2 separate regions of the Mus musculus genome follow, and region 1 is linked to region 2. A link is a contact called in public Hi-C data. All regions are on one chromosome and are shown on one strand. Each heading gives the region's core, a stretch centred on a gene start, on an enhancer-like site or on the middle of the called end of the contact. The rest is flanking DNA. Distances are from core to core; before and after follow the strand shown.

Region 1 (4,196 bases), core at 642-3,141, 37 kb before region 2:
AGAGCTCATTTAAGCCTTGCCAATCATATCCACTTGAGATTTACATTTTACTCTTTATCACACTCCTTAGGAAAAATGAAAGATTTTTCTTATTAAGATTACTGTATGATTTAATTCCCACTGACTACAGTAAAGGACTAACATTAAAAAAAATCACTTGACTGAGGCTGCAAAGGAGTAAAATTAGAACTGGCATTTATTTTGAGTGACACATTATAACACACAACATTATATTTGAGTAACATATAATATGTACAACAATATTATGAGATTATAATATTATATTGTATATAATAAATCCACATTATATATTATATGCATATATACATGTTATGTATTATATATACTAAATCCATAAATATATAACAGTATTTATATATACATATATACACATAGGTGCATATACATATAAATATTCGTATATGTATCTGTGCATATGTGATGTATATGCACATTTGTGTATATATACATATATGTGTGTATATATATATGTATATATATATATATATATATATATATATATATATATATATACACACATACATACAGACATTGGCTATTCTAGGGCTAGCAATATGGTAGACATTGGGGAAATATGCTCCTTTGCATATGCTATAATCTGGAGAGGGGAAAAAGTTTCAATATAAACCAACAACTACACTTGATAAGATGGCTCACAAACACAAAGCACCCCTTACTATAAAGAAGCCGGCATTCTTTCCATCTGTTGGTGGTGACTGTTGCACATCTGTTAAACCCCCTTCCCTGTGTATACTCTAGTACAGTGTGAGTTCAGTCCATTCCACCCCTCAACTAGATTAAGACTTTTCTGCCCCAGCCTCTAACCTTTGTCCTAAGAGAACTCTTCATGCCCAGTCCTGGTTTCTCTTCTCTGACCCATTATGATCAAACTATTATTTATAAAGCAATCAAATTCTGTTACTGTAGTCATTAAAAATACAATATATTTTTTTAAAAAAACCTTTGAGCACTTACATGTAAAAGGTCAACAAAATTATCACAAGCACCTCACTGTAAGCTACTAGAATCCAAACAAAGGCAAGAAATAAACTGGAAAGACTGCAATTTTTAATGAATAAGAAAAGGAAAGGAGGGAGGAAGGAAGGAAGGAAGGAAGGAAGGAAGGAAGGAAGGAAGGAAGGAAAGAGAGGGAGGAGGGAGGGAGGGAAGGAGGGAGGGAGGGAGGGAGGGAGGGAGGGAGGGAGGGAGGGAGGGAGGGAGGGAAATGGATGAGAGATGCGGTATTTTTTTTTTTACTAAGAACAGCAGGTACTAAAAAGTTGGATCAGAAGAGCTTTTGTACAGAAGTCCCTGATCAGGTGCTTAATATTTGTTAGGTGACCCAATAAATCAGATCCAAGCACTTGGCCAAGAGACAAAAGAAAAATTAATGTTTAAAGGGAGTAAAAATTTTAATCAGTGTGACTGTACTAAGGACAAAAGAAACAAGTGTCCTTTGTCCAGTTAGGGAAGTACTGACCAATGACTTTCAAGATGATATGGGGAAGGAATAGAAATGAGAGTGGAGAAGCATTTATACTTGATTAGCCTTGTTCAGAATGCTATCTTACTGATCACTCAGGATTGGTCAGTTAAGCCTTGACTCAGTAAGAAAATAACTGTACAGAAGTTAGATTTGGCTTTTGTCAGAAGCAAGCCCTGATAGCACAGACTTATAGTCATAGTTACTTGAAAGTCTAAGATATGAACGTTACAAGTCTAAGGTCAACTTAGGCCACAGAGTGAGTTCAAGGCCAAACTGGTAACTGTCTCAAAAATAAAAAGGAAGCCTAGGGATATAGTTCAGTATTAGGGCACTGACATAGTATGTAGGAGACCCTGAATACTACAAAAGAGGAAGAGAAGCAGGAGGGAGGGGTAGAAGCAGGGGGGAACAGGAAGAGGAGGTTGCTGATCTACCAGATTGTCTCTGAAATCTAAAGTGACTGCAGGAAAGCATGGCAGAGAGCAAAATACACAAACACACACACACACAATGGAGGCAGAAATGCCCAGTTTATCCCTTGTTCATAGAAAACTGTTTGTAGCCTCAAGTGAAGAGTCATTGCTTTCATCAAAAAAACAACCTCTAAATTCTTATTACTATTTTGAAAGTGAAAGTAAAAATCATCAGACATTTCTCCAGAGAGGAAAAATTAGATTTGCAGGCAGAAAGTATGTAACAGGAGGTAGGCAGGCAGAAGAAGCTCTGCCTGAAGTCAGAGACCTGACCACAGCCTGAATGCTCAGGGAGGAGAGAGAGATTCGAGCCATAGAACAACGCCGAAACTCTCAAAACATCCATGGCTGATGAGAAATCTGTGAATAGCCAATGAACAGAATACAGTCTCAAGGACGACCTGCACATTGACAGAACACAGTGTCTAAAAGATACCCATGAGCAGGAACAGGGAGCTTCATGAATTCCAGGAAGCTTCATGAATTCCAGCTGTTTGAGCAAAATCTCTTCCCAAGTCTCCTGTTTACCAAAATCAATACAGAAATAGGAGTAGCCTCAGGAGGCCAGGTATGTATCAAAATAATAACTATAGATCAACGAGGGAGACAGTAGCACACAGAAAACTAAACATTCAGCTTAAATTCAGGTGACTTAGGAAAAAAATCCCAATTTCAGAGCTGCTGGAAAAAGGCCTGCTAATATGCCTAGTGTGTGATACGAAGTGAGCTGATGAATGGATACTCAGTAATAAAGAAATGGATGGAATCAGAAAATAGTATATATTGAGAGAGGCAACCTGGGTGGAGCAAGACAAACCTTGCATGTTCTCTCTTTCATATGTGAATTTTTATTTCCTATATTTTATTTTCATTCTAGACCTGTATGCCATGTAATCTTGGTCGTGTCCACTTCCCACTTCCTCCCTCCAGCTTTTCCCACACTCCAGCCACATAGTTCCACGACCCCCTGTTTTCCTGTCTAATTTGTGTTCTAGTAGACCACTAAGAGTGTAAGTAATGCTTCCCATATTTGTATGTGTGTGGGCTCATGTACTGCGCCAGAGGTAACCTACCAATAACTGTTACCCCAGAAGAGAAATGACTTTCCCTCCTTCAGCAGCCACCAACTGCCACTAACACCTCAATTAGGGAGGGAGCTTAGGAGCCCCTTCCTGCTTTATGCTCAAATTTTAACTCTCTTGTTCTTATGGAGATCTTGTGCAAGAAGTGGGGCTTCTCTGAATTCATGTAAGTAATGGCCACATCATGTTCATGGCACTCACTCCTCCATCCTCTGTTCCTTATGTTCTTTCTCCCCAGGTTTGATGATACTGCCCCTGGAGCCTTGATTTTTTTTAGATTTATTTAACTTTTAGATTTATTTAACATCTGTAGAAACCTGAAAGTGACCAAGAGGACACAGCCGAGAGTGAAGGGGAAGAGCCTTAAGAGGGAGTAGAGGTGGTAGAACAGGTAATATGAAAATAGGAGAGAACACTGAATGTGGCAAGGTCTAAATAGGGATGAGGATAGTGAGTGGGAGAGAAGATGAAGTATAGGATGCAGGTTGACCAAAACTAAGGATGGATATTGAAGTTCGTCACATGGAAGCCTATTTTATACTCTTAAAAAAAAAAGAAGAAAAAGAAAAACACATTTAACAGAAATACCATATATGAATGGATAATGTTGACCCAGAAGCCACATGTTATTGAACAAAACTCCCAGTGTCCCATGTCCCTAGGAAGTGTTGGCTAAGAAGATCCTTGAAGCTACCTCAACCTATCTGAGTATGCCACGAGAATGGCCCTAGTCAGACACAGTGGATCAAAAACAAAAGTAAGACGAAAAAGACAGAAAGGTAGGATAAGAACTCAGTGGCAAGAGAGTAGGGGTTGTGAGGATAGCGGTCTGAATGTGGTCAGAATGTATTATATAAGTTTATAAAACTGTCAAAGGATAGATTATTTTTTAAAAACTCGCATGCTATGCAAAGAAACAAAGATTCTCGGGGGGGGGGGAATCCATAAAACTATTTCTGAAGGGCTGTAATTCATATTTAGCAAAGACTACAAAGTGGCTACAAAGTGACTACAAAGGCTAGATCACAGATGTTCAAACAGCTAAAGGCAGTTATCCTTAAGGGACTAAAGAGAACTATAACGTCAATGGCTCAGCCCCGCTCCTGTGATTTGTGCACAGTCACAGAAAGAGTT
Region 2 (4,126 bases), core at 1,566-4,065:
ATGGCTCCTGTATGCTCTGTGCCACCCACCACTCTATCCTTTTATGTCTCCCTTTGTGACGCTGTGACTCTTTTAAGTCTGCTCACCGAGTCAGTCTCTAAGCCAGAAGTATGTTCGTCACATAAACGTCAGGGAGTCCTTAGCTTTATTCCTTGCCACATCCTAGCCTAGTCTGGCTAAGAATCACAGCCTGAGAGGTTGGAGAGATTGCTCATCAGTTAGGAGAATTTTTTTGCTTTTTCCATTACCTAAGTCAGGGGAATCACAAAAACCTGTGACTAATTTCCAGGGCTTTGACACTGACCTCAGGGGGCACTCTCACACACCTGGCATGCACACATTCACATGTGCATGTTCGTGCACAAGCACTCATGCACATACACAGCACACACACACATATGTACACACACACACACACATACACACACACACACACACACACACACATGCACACACCAAACAGAAAAATAAAGAATAAATAATAATAGATGGATAGATAGATAGATAGATAGATAGATAGATAGATAGATAGATAGATAGATAGATAGATAAAGTAAAACCAATTAAATTTGCATCCTGAATAATTTGAAGCAGAGCTAAGTCAGCTCTTAAGTTCTGGTGGCAGTGCATGCCTTCAATCCCAGCACTCGGGAGGCAGAGGCAGGCAGATTTCTGAGTTCGAGGCCAGCCTGGTCTACAGAGTGAGTTCCAGGACAGCCAGGGCTATACAGAGAAACCCTGTCTGGAAAAATGAAAACAAACAAACAAACAAAAACAAACAAACAAAGAAAAATGACCTTACTTTCCACTGCTCGATTGTTGCTAACTTCCTATTCAGGTCCTCTTCATCAGTGGGAGATATCTAGGAACTTGGAGAAAGTTTTTAGTTGACAATCATCACACATCTGGAATTGCTCCTTGGCTATAATAATGGTAATCTCTCACTTCCTCTCTCAAACACTCCCATTCTCTTCCTTTCCAGAGCCCCCATCAAAGCAAGGAGCCACACAGAGGGTAGAGAGTTAAGTAGTCCTTAGGTTGTTCATCAAGGTTTACTGTGTCATGTGTAACAAGTTTGACCTTTCTGAGCCAATGTATCCTTCAAAGGCAAAAAGTCCATTCTCTGTTACTTACTTCTGCACTTTATTTGGCTCTTCCTGATAGGTGGGACCTGGACCCTCTACCCTAAGTCAGTCTGTAGCTTCAGGCCTTCCTGTCTGGAGCCATGGAAGCCATGCTGCTTGCAGATGCTGTCAGTGTAACTGTGAGCCTGAGTTCCTTGCACATCACAGGAAGAAGTCAATGTCTCAAGAACAAGTTCTGGAGCAATGGAAAGAAGTTTACTCGGAGAGCCAGCCAACCAAACAGGATTGCAGTTGCTACAAATCCACCTAGAAACTAAAGGCACAGGGATGATAGAAGATGTCATGTGAGGCATGTAAAATAGGCTGGCATCGTGGAAGATGCCATTTGGGATGGTATGATGTTATCTGTATGCTCCCAAGGTTCTGTAAATATCAAGAAAAGCTACTGATTAGAAAGCACTATGAGCCATGTCTTCTCTGATCTGTTTTCCTTATAATAGGGAATTCTGTGGTTAGGAGGATACTAAGGCTAATTCTCACCCTCCCACCCAAGAGTCTAACAGAAGGGAGCCAGTGGCTACTTTTCCAAGAGAGGGGGAGGGGAGGGAGAATTGAGAGAACATTGGGGGGTTTACTTTATGGGGTGGCTTTATTCAAATATATCATCTACAACTAAGCCAATGGACTTATTTAGGTTCATCATTGGTAACAAGGGCAATGGTCCCAGGCCCATGGCTTGTCCTCCTTTCCATCACTCTCCTCTCACAGATTGTAACTCATCTTAGGAGGAATTTGCCCTTCCCTCAGAAAGTTTTTTCCCCAGACATTGATTGAGATACACTGATCATTCCAGAATTCCCATCCCTAATCTAGTTCAGAATTTCACTCCTAACAAAATGCAGTCACCTTAAACCCTGGACTGGAAAGGCACTGAAGGAGCAGCAGCAGGGAAGGACAGACTGAGCAGCTTGCACAAGACACACAGAGCAGCTCGCACAGGCTACCAGCTTGTCCCGTCAGTGGTATCGCTTCTCTGTGAACACATCTCAGTCACCTGCTTCAGCCATTTGCAATCTAGCTAAAATAATTATCTCCCTACCTCAAATAAATGCTCACTGGCCATCTTGCCATACCTACAAATTCCAAAAGAGCTGTTTTCTAAGACTCAACTAACAGAGCTATTACATAAAGATTCCTCTTTAATATAAATGGCCCATTTTAAAGTTCATTGTTTTCTTTTTTGAGTCTGCACCAAGTGAAGGACAACAAATTTTGCTTCATGAAGTTGCTGTTGTTAGAATCTTGTCACATCAAATGAGCAGACAATCCACATTGTGACACTGAGCAAACAACTTCTTGATTCTTTATTTGTAAAGAGTAGAGAGTTAAAATCTGAAAACACTAAGATTACTAAATGAATGTGCCATAGTGTTTGGGCAGGTCTTGATGTCAGCACTCAGTAAACAGGAGTCATGAATATATTCTACCAATAATGTATATGAATATGGTTAATGGCTTTTACTCTTAAAGCGAAAAGCCACTGAGGATCTAGGGGTTTGTGTGCATTCATGTGTGTGTGTGCATTCGTGTGTGTGTGTGTGTGTGTGTGTGTGTGTGTCTGTTTAAAAAAAAAAAAAAAAAAAAAAGTCTGCTCACCACATCACAGACTGCTTAGGTGCTGAGCACTCCAGCTTTGAAGATCGGGCTCCACCATTTCCAGTCTGAGTCACATTAAGCTTTGCCCTTTGAGCTCTTCATCAATCAAATGGAAGTGAAAGAGGGCATGCTAGAGGCTCCCGGGCTATATCAGCTCTCTGTTGTTTCCTTCTCTTCTGTGTCACTGCATTTTTGTGTGTAGCATCTACAGAACAGATCTCTTCAGTATGATCTCCGAGTGTCTCCCCACAAACCTACCATAATTCACAGCCTTCTATCAAACCTATGACCTAGAAACTCAGACTCTAAACATGATGGAAGATGGCTGAGATCTTGAAGAAAGGCGCTGAAGATGATCCTGCAGAGAAAGGGAGGACACTGAGCTCCTTGTACACGCCAAAACCTCTACTTCTGCCATCCTCTTGACTTGTCACTGATGATAAACAAATAAATTCAGAATCTCAACAGCATGACCAACCTCATAAAGCTACTAAATAGTGAGGCTGAGTTTAAGCCTAAGTCTCTTTAGCCCAAATCCTAGTTCCCAGTTTATCCCCTGAAGACGAAAGAAGCCAGGCATGAGGTGAGAAAAGTGAAGGCTGGTTTGAGGGCTTATAGAGCCCATCAGGTGGGCACTGCAGCATGCAGTTATTTGCTTTAAAGCAGTATGAGTCTTAAATGTGTATATGTGTGTATATGTGTCTGTATGTCTGTGGATGTATCTGTTGTGTCTCTATCTGTGTGTATGTGTGTCTCTATGTGTGTTTGTGTACATGCATGTGTGTGTGTGTGTGTGTGTGTGTGTGTGTGTGTGTGTGTACGTATGTCTGTGTATATATCCATTGTGTCGGTATCTGTGTGTATGTGTGTATCTATGTGTGTTTGTATATGTGCATGTGTGTTTGTATGTCTGTGTGTGTGTGTGTGTGTGTGTGTGTGTGTGTGTATGTATGTCTGTGTATATATCCATTGTGTCGGTATCTGTGTGTATGTGTGTATCTATGTGTGTTTGTATATGTGCATGTGTGTTTGTATGTCTGTGTGTGTGTGTGTGTGTGTGTGTGTGTGTGTGTGTGTGTGTGTAGTTTCAAATTCAACTATTAACTGACCTTGTCTATTTTCATGAATCAAGGAGAACTGGAGTTCCCATTCTTCTAGCAAAGGCTTTACCAGAGGAAATAAAATATATATATATATATATATATATATATATATATATATATATATATAATTGAGGAAAGGGGGAAAGGAGAGGGGAGGAAAGAGGACAAGAAGAAAGAAACTCTCCCTGTCTTCAACATATTCCAGAGGCTGCAGGCAATGAGCCCCTCTCTATGCAGAGAAATGTCTGAAAGACTCAACTTCTCCTCACAATCAAAGCAGTA

Evidence for each region. A called contact is a pair of places that touch in the nucleus more often than the background predicts.
Region 1: a contact with region 2 is called in a Hi-C map of CD8 T cells, with 1.5 times the contacts expected there. The contact joins two enhancer-like sites. A contact is called at or near these places in 2 of 15 datasets of contacts at CTCF or cohesin (CD8 T cells and the NIH/3T3 cell line), 3 of 484 Hi-C or Micro-C datasets (CD8 T cells and uterus) and 4 of 115 datasets of contacts at active chromatin or transcription factors (CD8 T cells, the SCID.adh cell line, double positive thymocytes and 1 more).

Annotation. Positions count from the first base shown.
Region 1 is chr15:59,948,791-59,952,986 of GRCm38.p6, reverse strand. No RefSeq gene overlaps it. Among named protein-coding and RNA genes, the nearest start is that of 4933412E24Rik, 66 kb to the left of the region's middle. Within about 2 kb of position 1,891, at least 68 of the 459 cell types and tissues checked have an H3K27ac peak or open chromatin away from gene starts, as enhancers often do. A contact at or near this core is called in CD8 T cells, where this site is marked.
Region 2 is chr15:59,912,705-59,916,830 of GRCm38.p6, reverse strand. No RefSeq gene overlaps it. Among named protein-coding and RNA genes, the nearest start is that of Gm36819, 91 kb to the right of the region's middle. Within about 2 kb of position 2,815, at least 11 of the 459 cell types and tissues checked have an H3K27ac peak or open chromatin away from gene starts, as enhancers often do. A contact at or near this core is called in CD8 T cells, where this site is marked.